2 separate regions of the Danio rerio genome follow, and region 1 is linked to region 2. A link is a contact called in public Micro-C data. All regions are on one chromosome and are shown on one strand. The core of a region is the stretch at or near the end of the contact, and the rest is flanking DNA. Distances in the headings are between cores, read along the strand shown.

The links. Hi-C and Micro-C count contacts between places; a contact is called where the count stands out from the background.
Region 1: a contact with region 2 is called in a Micro-C map of caudal fin, with 8 times the contacts expected there. The contact joins the promoter of si:ch211-198a12.6 here to the promoter of eif4e1c in region 2. A contact is called at or near these places in 2 of 18 Hi-C or Micro-C datasets (caudal fin and an unstated tissue) and 1 of 4 datasets of contacts at active chromatin or transcription factors (gastrula embryo).

The regions. Positions count from the first base shown.
Region 1 is chr13:20,464,774-20,469,231 of GRCz12tu, forward strand. si:ch211-198a12.6 reads left to right here and starts at 3,051. Exons shown (of 2, transcript NM_001145579.1): 1 at 3,051-3,196.
Region 2 is chr13:20,276,883-20,281,520 of GRCz12tu, forward strand. eif4e1c (eukaryotic translation initiation factor 4E family member 1c) reads left to right here and starts at 3,376. Exons shown (of 7, transcript NM_001017851.2): 1 at 3,376-3,443. The coding sequence starts at 3,426.

The DNA.
Region 1 (4,458 bases), core at 1,801-4,300, 190 kb after region 2:
GCAAACTCCCCTGGAGGGCCAATGTCCTGCACAATTTAGCTTGAACTCTAATCAACACACCTGCAAATAGATTTCTATCTATTGCCGCAGTCACACTAGAGTTTGAGCTTGCAAAAGTCTGTCGTACAGAACTTCGAAAAGGGGCGGGATCAAACAAGACGATTAGACATTTAAAAAAACGAGCGATTGGTCCATGTTTTAAATTTCTGTCCAGAAAGGTCTTGTTTTGATCCTGATTGGTCTCTCACAATCAAGTGATGCGATTTCACAGATCAGAGTCCACCAAGCCTAATCTTTCCAATGCAGCGAACTGCAAAACTTCCAACTGCAAAATTTTCCAGTCTGACACATTCGCGTGCGTATGAATGGAAGTTTATTGGGAGAAAAGTCCAGTGTGACCGCAGCTTATCTCGAATACACTGATTAGCATATTTAAGTGTGTTTGCTTGATTGATTGACTCTCTGTGGTCATAAAAAATCCCATGGCACTTCTTGTAAAGAGCAGGGCTGTAATCTGGTGTCCTGGCCAAATTTTCTCCATCTGCCCTTAACCATCATGGCCTCCCAATCGAGTGTGATACACTATACATGTCGTCACCTTTGAATTTAAGTTAGGTTCTATCTGACATTTTTGTCAAAATTGAGTTATTTGCATATTCTTATTAAATGACAACTTATTTACATTATGGGATGTTGTTTACATGTTAAAATTTTTATTCCAAAAACAAATGTTACACACATACTGTTTGCAATGGAATGCAAAAGCATTAAAGATCAATATCTCAAAATCATTCAGAATGCAGATAGAACCTTATAATTCCAAGGTGGCGATGTGCTATATAAATAGGCCTACACATTACAATACTTTGCAGATGAATAGGCAAATACTCATATGAATTCATCAAAATGTCACTTGTAGTGTTGTCAGTTGACTTAACACTACACTACTTAACACTACTAATCCAGCATTCAAACATGAAGGTGTGACAAGTTAGCCATAGCACAATTTTGAAGATCATATGAAATAGCATTAAACTCAGCACAAGTATTCATCTATTTTATATTCATTTTAAAGCTACACACAGTTTGATTCGCTGCAGCAGGGGCTGACGTGAGAGATGCTCTACAGGTTCAGGCAGGAACTCAACAGATGGGGTTACTGAATGACAAGTATTGAATGATGGCTCACTGTGTCATGTTTCATTCAGCCTCACTGGTAGAGAACAAAGGCTAAAGCCACTCTGTTTTCAAAAAAATAAATACAGCATGCACAGACACACTGTAAGCTACAAACCACTGTTATTTGTCAGATCATTTACACTGATTCTCTGTTAAATGTTGCCATTTTGGCTCATTCTTGGAACTCCATATAGCCTATTTAAAATTGCTAAAGTCTAACTAAAATAAGCTTTAAAAAGACGTTTAAAATCAAAGTCTGGTGATTTTTCTTTATTAAAAACATACTTATCAATGTTATATTTATCTTTAACCTGTTATTTTCCCTCGAATGCTCATCAAGCAATGGAGCATACTTTGTTGCCCCAAAACGTTTTAAGCAGTGAAAGGGCGCCTCCCAGTGCTTCTTGATTACAATATTTGAGGAAGGTTTGAGGAAGCCATTTGCTAAAGATGACCACCAATCTATCAACTCCATCTTTTAGAAGCAGCCTTAGAAATTACTTCTTCCTTAAAAGATATGCTATAGCTTTGGTGGCAGCACATCCTTGCCAGCACAAGATGTGATGTCTATCTTTACAATAAATTCTGTAATTTTCACACAGAAATGTTTATTTTTTTTATGTCAGCTGAGCTACCCATGAAACTTCTCACTGTCACATGAGGAGTGTGAACTATAAGTTTAAACTACTGATAGGTCATCTTGAGGTCAGGCCAGGTCAAGTACATTGTGAACATCTCTTTGAATTCTGTGCTCACCACAAAGTGCATTCCTTTCTTTTGGGTATGCTGCCACACTATACTTTTATGTGAGAAATGTAAATGTTGGGAAAACATTTTTTATTTAAATAAAGACTTTTTTACAATTTCTTTACTGGGACTAAGTCGAGGTGGGTAAACGTGCTTTTAAATCAGACAAGTATTTTGGTAATGTAAAAATGCAGAATGTGTGCTGTGAGATTGGGTATATAGGGGTAGGGGAGATAAAATATACAGTCTATACATTAGAAATATCATTAAGTCTATCAAGAGTCCCCACCGGGATAGTGTGTGTGTGTTTTGTTGTCTGTTTTTTTCCCTTGCTCCCCAGCATTATTATTATTTTATATATCAGGCGACACAGTGGCACAGTAGGTAGTGCTGTCGCCTCACAGCAAGAAGGTCACTGGTTTGAGCCTCGGCTGGGTCAGTTGGTGTTTCTGTGTTGGAGTTTGCATGCTCTTGCAAAATGAATGAATGAATTATATATATATATGCATTATTAAATTATTAACTAGCAATGTATGATATTCAATCTAAAATGTTACAAAATTGTTTAATGTTATTTCAGTTTATAATCAATCTTATGAAAATTAACCATGATTTCACTACAAATATAGGTTTTAATGTCTCTTAAACCATGGTAAACACAAATTAACCAGTTTTGCTACACTAGCCTTAAGTATAAGCCATTAAGCCTATGTTTACAAAAACCATGGAGATTTTAATATTAGCCAAATGTAAAATATATTAGGCCTAAACAATATAAAGGATATGCAAATATAATATTATCCGTTAAACATGTATCAACGAACGAATAGCTTAGGCTAAATGTAAAATCAGCTTAAAGTGTTAGTCTGTTTTTAATTATGTGGTTCTTATAGCTTTTCTGGGTACAAATGATTATCAAAATAAGCACTCTAAAATACATATAATAAAATAATTTGGTTGCAATTTGAGTAACATTGAATTTCAAATAAGATGTCTGAAAGTATGCCCTTTGTTAAAATCCCTTTCTGCCAGTCCGACAGAGAGCGGTCGAGCGCTTGTTTCTTCAACTGCTTTGTTTTTTGCTCATGCGCTCCAGCACAGTTGGCGCCAGATGATCCGCGGCGCCATCCCGCTACGTACCGACGGAGGGAGGGAGAGAGAAAGAGTGACAGAAAGCAAACCGCAGGCAGGCAGTACAGACGCAACAGAAGGAAGATCTGCAGGCCTTTGACCACCGCAGATCACTAAAGAGCCTTTAAAGGGCAAAGAGGTCGGATGAATGTTTTTTTTTATTATTTAAATACGTTTAATCTGCAAACGATTAATGTTTATGTGTGTTTGTGTTTTTGATACCTTTGCTAGTTAACTTAGCTGGCTAACTAGCCTGCTATATGATACAATTATGTTATTTGATTTACGTAACGCGATACGACAGGATATACGTTGAGTTTATACCAGTTGTATGAATATTTTGCGATAAATTGCGCTTGTTTTGCGTTACTGATGAGCTGTGAACGTCACGGAGTTCGGAGGTGTTTAGTAGCAATGGCGGCTGCGGAGCGTCTGCTAGTGTTCGGCTAGCGAGGCAGCTTAGCAGGACGACGGGCCATGTTTGTTTCGCGCAGCTAAAAATGGGCTAGGGCTATAGCATGATAAGCTCAGCTTATAGCCACGCTATGCTCATGTCAACTGATTTGAATGATTTCAAAATGAGCGTAAACCCTCCAAAATGCTTAGAGCATTTGTTCGGTTTCTTTTTAAGTCGACGCCACAAAACAAAAACGCGTTATGTAAGAAGGGGGGCGCCTTTCCCGGGCTTTCACGAATAGCGTACAACTCCCATTAGCCAGTAACTCGAGCTGTTTGCCTTGTTTGTGTGTTGATTATCTTGAGCTTGTTTTGCTATGACAACACATTTGTCCTGCGAGCAGTAAAATAAATCAACGAACATGACCTAGTTTATTTGCATTTGCTCACGTCGCGTGTTGACTCTGCGTGCCTGTACGAGGGGCGGAAGCTAGTCGCGGCGGCCATTTTACAGCTAGTTAGCTCTTCCAACCTCTGGCACACAAGATGCCCACCGGTAAACGCGTAGTATTTCTTTAAGTGTACTACTTTTAACAGTTTCTACGTAATTCAAAAGCCACCCAGACGTCTTTATGTGCCAGAAATATTCGCTGTGAAATTCTGAATTGAAGGCAGACAGTCAGGATTTAAATTCATTTTCATTTTATGTTGGAGCTACAGTGCTAGTTAGCCAGCTAGTTAGCTTCCCTGAGCATGTATTATCAGCTAACTAGCAGCTATTTAGCCAGCTAATCTAGCCAACACTGACAGTTGTGTATGTGCAAGTTGTAAACATAAATTTTTGTTACGTGTATTTGACAATTGAGTGAGTTGTTCATTTGTCTTTAGAAAATGTAATGTATTGTTCACTTGTTCATGTATCCACAGCCTGTCAAATTAGCCAAAAGTAGTGCCCACAGGCTAACCTTAGCCCATTTCTGGTCACATATATTTTTGCTAACTAGC
Region 2 (4,638 bases), core at 2,126-4,625:
TGTCGGCTTAGTCCCTTTATTAATCCGGGGTCGCCACAGCGGAATAAACCGCCGACTTATCCGGCAAGTTTTTACGCAGCGGATGCCCTTCCAGCCGCAACCCATCTCTGGGAAACATCCACACACACATTACGGACAATTTAGCCTACCCAATTCACCTGTACCACATGTCTTTGGACTGTGGGGGAAACCGGAGAACCCGGAGGAAACCCACGCGAAGGCAGGGAGAACATGCAAACTCTACACAGAAACGCCAACTGAGCCGAGGTTCGAACCAGCGACCCAGCAACCTTCTTGCTGTGAGGCGACAGCACTACCTACAGCGCCACTGCCTCGCCACACTACCACCTATTTGGTGTATTCAATTCACCCATAGTGCATGTCATTGAACTGTGGGGGAAACCAGAGCACTTGGAGGAAACTCACGCCAACACGAGGAGAACATCCAAACTCCACACAGAAATACCAACTGACCCAGGCAGCACTTGAACCAGCAACCTCCTTGCATTGAGGCGACAGTGCTAACCACTGAGTCACCATTGTCAAAATCACTCTCTCACCTTCACCTTATTCTCTGCTTTATCAAGAGTCACCACAGCGAAAAAAAATCATCAACTACAGCTGCAACCTAATATTGAGAGTACAAGCCTCGGTGATGGGAAACACACACTATGGTTAATTTTGTTTGTCTAATTCACAGAACACCACGCAGAGGACATCCAAACTCCGTACAGAAAGACTTCCTGATTACCCGGGACACGAACCAGCGACCTTCTTGCTGTGAGGCAAACACTCAGTCAAAAAATGTTCAGTCATCTAGCACATCTTATATTAATGTAAAATTGAAACAAGATATTATTATCTGGACATAATGATCAAAACTTCTTAAATTGAAATGAAAATGAATACATCTGAACAGAAAACCATAGAGACAGTTCACCCCAAAACACCATTTGATCACCGGCACCGCACTGATCTATAATAGAGCACATATTATATATCATTCAATATAGATTAGTAGCTCACTCTCAATTGGTTCCAAACCTTTATGAGTTTTTTAAACCCAAAATAAGATATTGTGAAGAAAGCTGAAAACCTGTAACCACTTACTTCAATAGTATGAAAACAAAACAAATACTATGGGAGTCAATGGTTACAGGTTTCCAACTATTTTACAATATCTTCTTTTATGTTTAACAGAAGAAAGAAAACCTGAACATTTGAAACGTAAAGAGTGAATATATGACGAAATATTTTACATTTTTAGTTGATCTATCCTTCTAAATGAGTCTAATATGGTCTAATGATTAGTTAATATTGTTTTTATCTAAACTAAATAACATCTAATAGGCGTCCTTTGTAAATTGTGATGAAATTGTATATAGATAGTGTTTTGTTTTGAAAAAAACAAAACAAAAATAAATGAACACATTTATACCATATATACAGTTGAAGTCAGAATTATGAGCCCAGTTCATTTTTCCCTAATTTCTGTTTAACGGTATAAGAAGATTTCTTCAACACATTTATAAACATCATAGTTTTATTAACTCATTTCTAATAACTGATTTATTTTATCTTTCTATGATGACAGTAAATAATATTTTACTAGATATTTTTCAAGACACTTAAAGTGAAATTTAAAGGCTTAACTAGGTTAATTAGATTAACTAGGCAGGTTAGGGGAATAAGGCAAGTTATTGTATAATGATGGTTTGTTCTGTAGACTATCAAAAATATATAGCTTAAAGAGGCTAATAATTTTGACCTCAAAATGTTTGTTGAAAAAAATAAAAACTGCTTTTATTCTAGCCAAAATAAAACAAAACACTTTCTCCAGAAGAAAAAAATAAGATCAGAAATACTGTGACAATTTCCTTTATCTGTTAAACATAATTTGGGATAGGTTTTGAGTAAACCTTTATTTATAAATAAATAAATAAATAAATAAATAAATAAAAGGTATATTGCTTTTTTTTTCTTGACTCTTGAAACCATTTTGTGTATTTGACCGAAATTGTACAGTCACATTAAGTCTAAAGTTTAAAGGTCCCAAAATCAAAGTGCAAATTGTATTTTGTTTAAATAGAAAATTACTAAAGCTAAACACTCACTGTATTTTCTTAATATTAGTAGTGCTTCATATTGTTGTAATCAAAAATGTATGTTTTATTTAATCTATTAATTATTATTATAATTATTATTTTTAATATTATTATTATCAATAAACATTTATAATTTGTTGCTATTATTACTACATTCATAATTGTTTATGTAAAATTTATATATATATATATATATATATATATATATATATATATATATATATATATATATATATATATATATATATATATATATATATATATATATATATATATAATTCTCTATTCCCCTAAAATCTCAAAATACTATATATGGTAGTCAAAGGTTTCCAACGATTTAAAAATATCTTCTTCTGTGTTTAACAGTAGAAGGAAACCATAAATGTTTGAAACAAGTAAAGGGTGAATGGATGATGACATATTTGACATTATTAGTTGATCTATTCCTCTAAACAAGTCTAATATGTTGTCAAATGATTATTGTTCTGATATAATATTGTTTGTATATAAACAGAACAACATCTAGTAGGTGTCCTTTGTAAATTGTGATAAAAATTGCATATAGATGGTCTTTGGTTTTGCTAAAAAAAACACATTTATACAGCATAGTTGAAGTCAGAATTATTAGCCCCCTGAATTATTAGACCCCGTTTACTTTTCCCCAATTTCAGTTTAACAGAGAAGATTTTATCAACACATTTCTCAACATAATAGTTTGTTCTGTATACTATTGAAATAAATATAGCTTAAAGGGGCTAATAATTAATTAAAATACATTTATACAACATATATGCTAGATTTTGAGGAAATGAATAAATTAAAGGTATATTGCATTATTTTTTTTTCTTGATCATTGAAAACCACTTTGTGTCTTTGACCTAAATTGTAAATATAGTTAAGTCATGTTTCTAAAGATCCTAAAATCAAAGTGCAAATTGTATTTTGTTTAAATAAAAAATTACTGAAGTTAAACACTCACTGTATTGTTTTCTAAATAATAGTAGTGTTTATCATTGTTGCAATCAAACCTTATGTTTAATTTAATCTATTGATTATTATTATTATTATTATGATCAAATATTATAATTTGTTGTTGTTGTTTTAATACAGTTATAATTTATCTATATAAAAATGATATGTATAAATTGCTATTATCAAAAAAAATCTCGAAACTCTTAAAATAAATAGACGCATCTTCATCGTTTGTGTGTAGCGCATCCCTTGCGTTAAACGTGCGTGAGCCCCGTCAGCTTCCGTAGATTCTCGAGCGCGTGCGTGACGCAGCAGCGTCCAACGGTCAGAAGAATTTTCACAGGCAAGATGGCGACTTCGGAGCCGGTAAGAGGGATCGGGCTTGGTTCATTTAGGGCTTCCCAGCTGCCAGAAATGGTAAACCGTTGTCTGCTGTGTTGTCTACGGGACATGTTTAAGCAGTGAGCGGTGGCGTTAGAAGCTGGGGGTGTCTTTGCGGCGTTTAGCGGTTTTTCGGGGCGGCTCTGCTGCTGGTGACTTTAGAGACTGGGAGGGTCCGGACAACGACAATTCATCAGTCCCAACACCCGCTAACGGCTCATTTCACTCCAGTGGAGCGATACCAACCGGGTTTTGAGGCAGATGGTGTCGGCTTTTCTGTCGTCTCGACGTGATGCGACCATCTCTCCAGACATCTGGACACGTGTGTTCGTTGCTAACTGTGTTCGGCTAGCGTGCTCAGCCGTGTCAGCTTGATACGTTTCGATATTCAATATTTCAATTAAACTTGACCCTTCAGAGTGCACGGGTTCATTACAATGGAGTTTAATTTAACGAATATCACTGAAGTCATTGATCGCTGAATTAAGTCCGCATGTGTTTAGAGCAGTCTGTACCGTGGCGGACAGTAGAGGGTGTATGACTCCAAATTGAACTGGAAATTATACTTGCCGACTAACGTTATAGTGTGTGTGTGTGATCTGCAGTGTACTAGAACATGCTGTAATCTAGCTAGTTGTCTTGGTAACGGAGCTCAGGGTCCCGTCAAGTCTGATCAGGTATTCCGGGGATTTAGTAGTATTGAGTATTTAGTAGTATTGAACTAAATAGGTTGCAGTTGCAACATCTGTTTCATCCAGTATGTTTTCTGTTAACGTTTACCAAAACAAAGATGATTGATTTGTCCAAGATGCCCTTTAGCAGTGACGATGACAGATGCTGTATGTCACTATGGTTGAGATTGAGGTAAAGTTGGTTTTGTTATGTTATTTCTAATAGGGCAATCGTATTAGCAGCCAATGACTATCAAAGTACAAGATTGTTCACAGTCAAATATATAGTGCTAATTTTGTTTTCAAGATAGAGGTAAAGTTGGTTTTATATTCGCACATTCGTTCATTTAGAAGTCTCCATATTGCTTACCAGTTACTTTGAATATTCAATCGGAATTAACATTTATGACTTAACATTAACACTATCTTATTGACTGTGAACAATGTTGAACTTTGATAGTCATTGGCTGCTTATTTGATTTCCCTATTTAGAATTTGCAAAGAATACT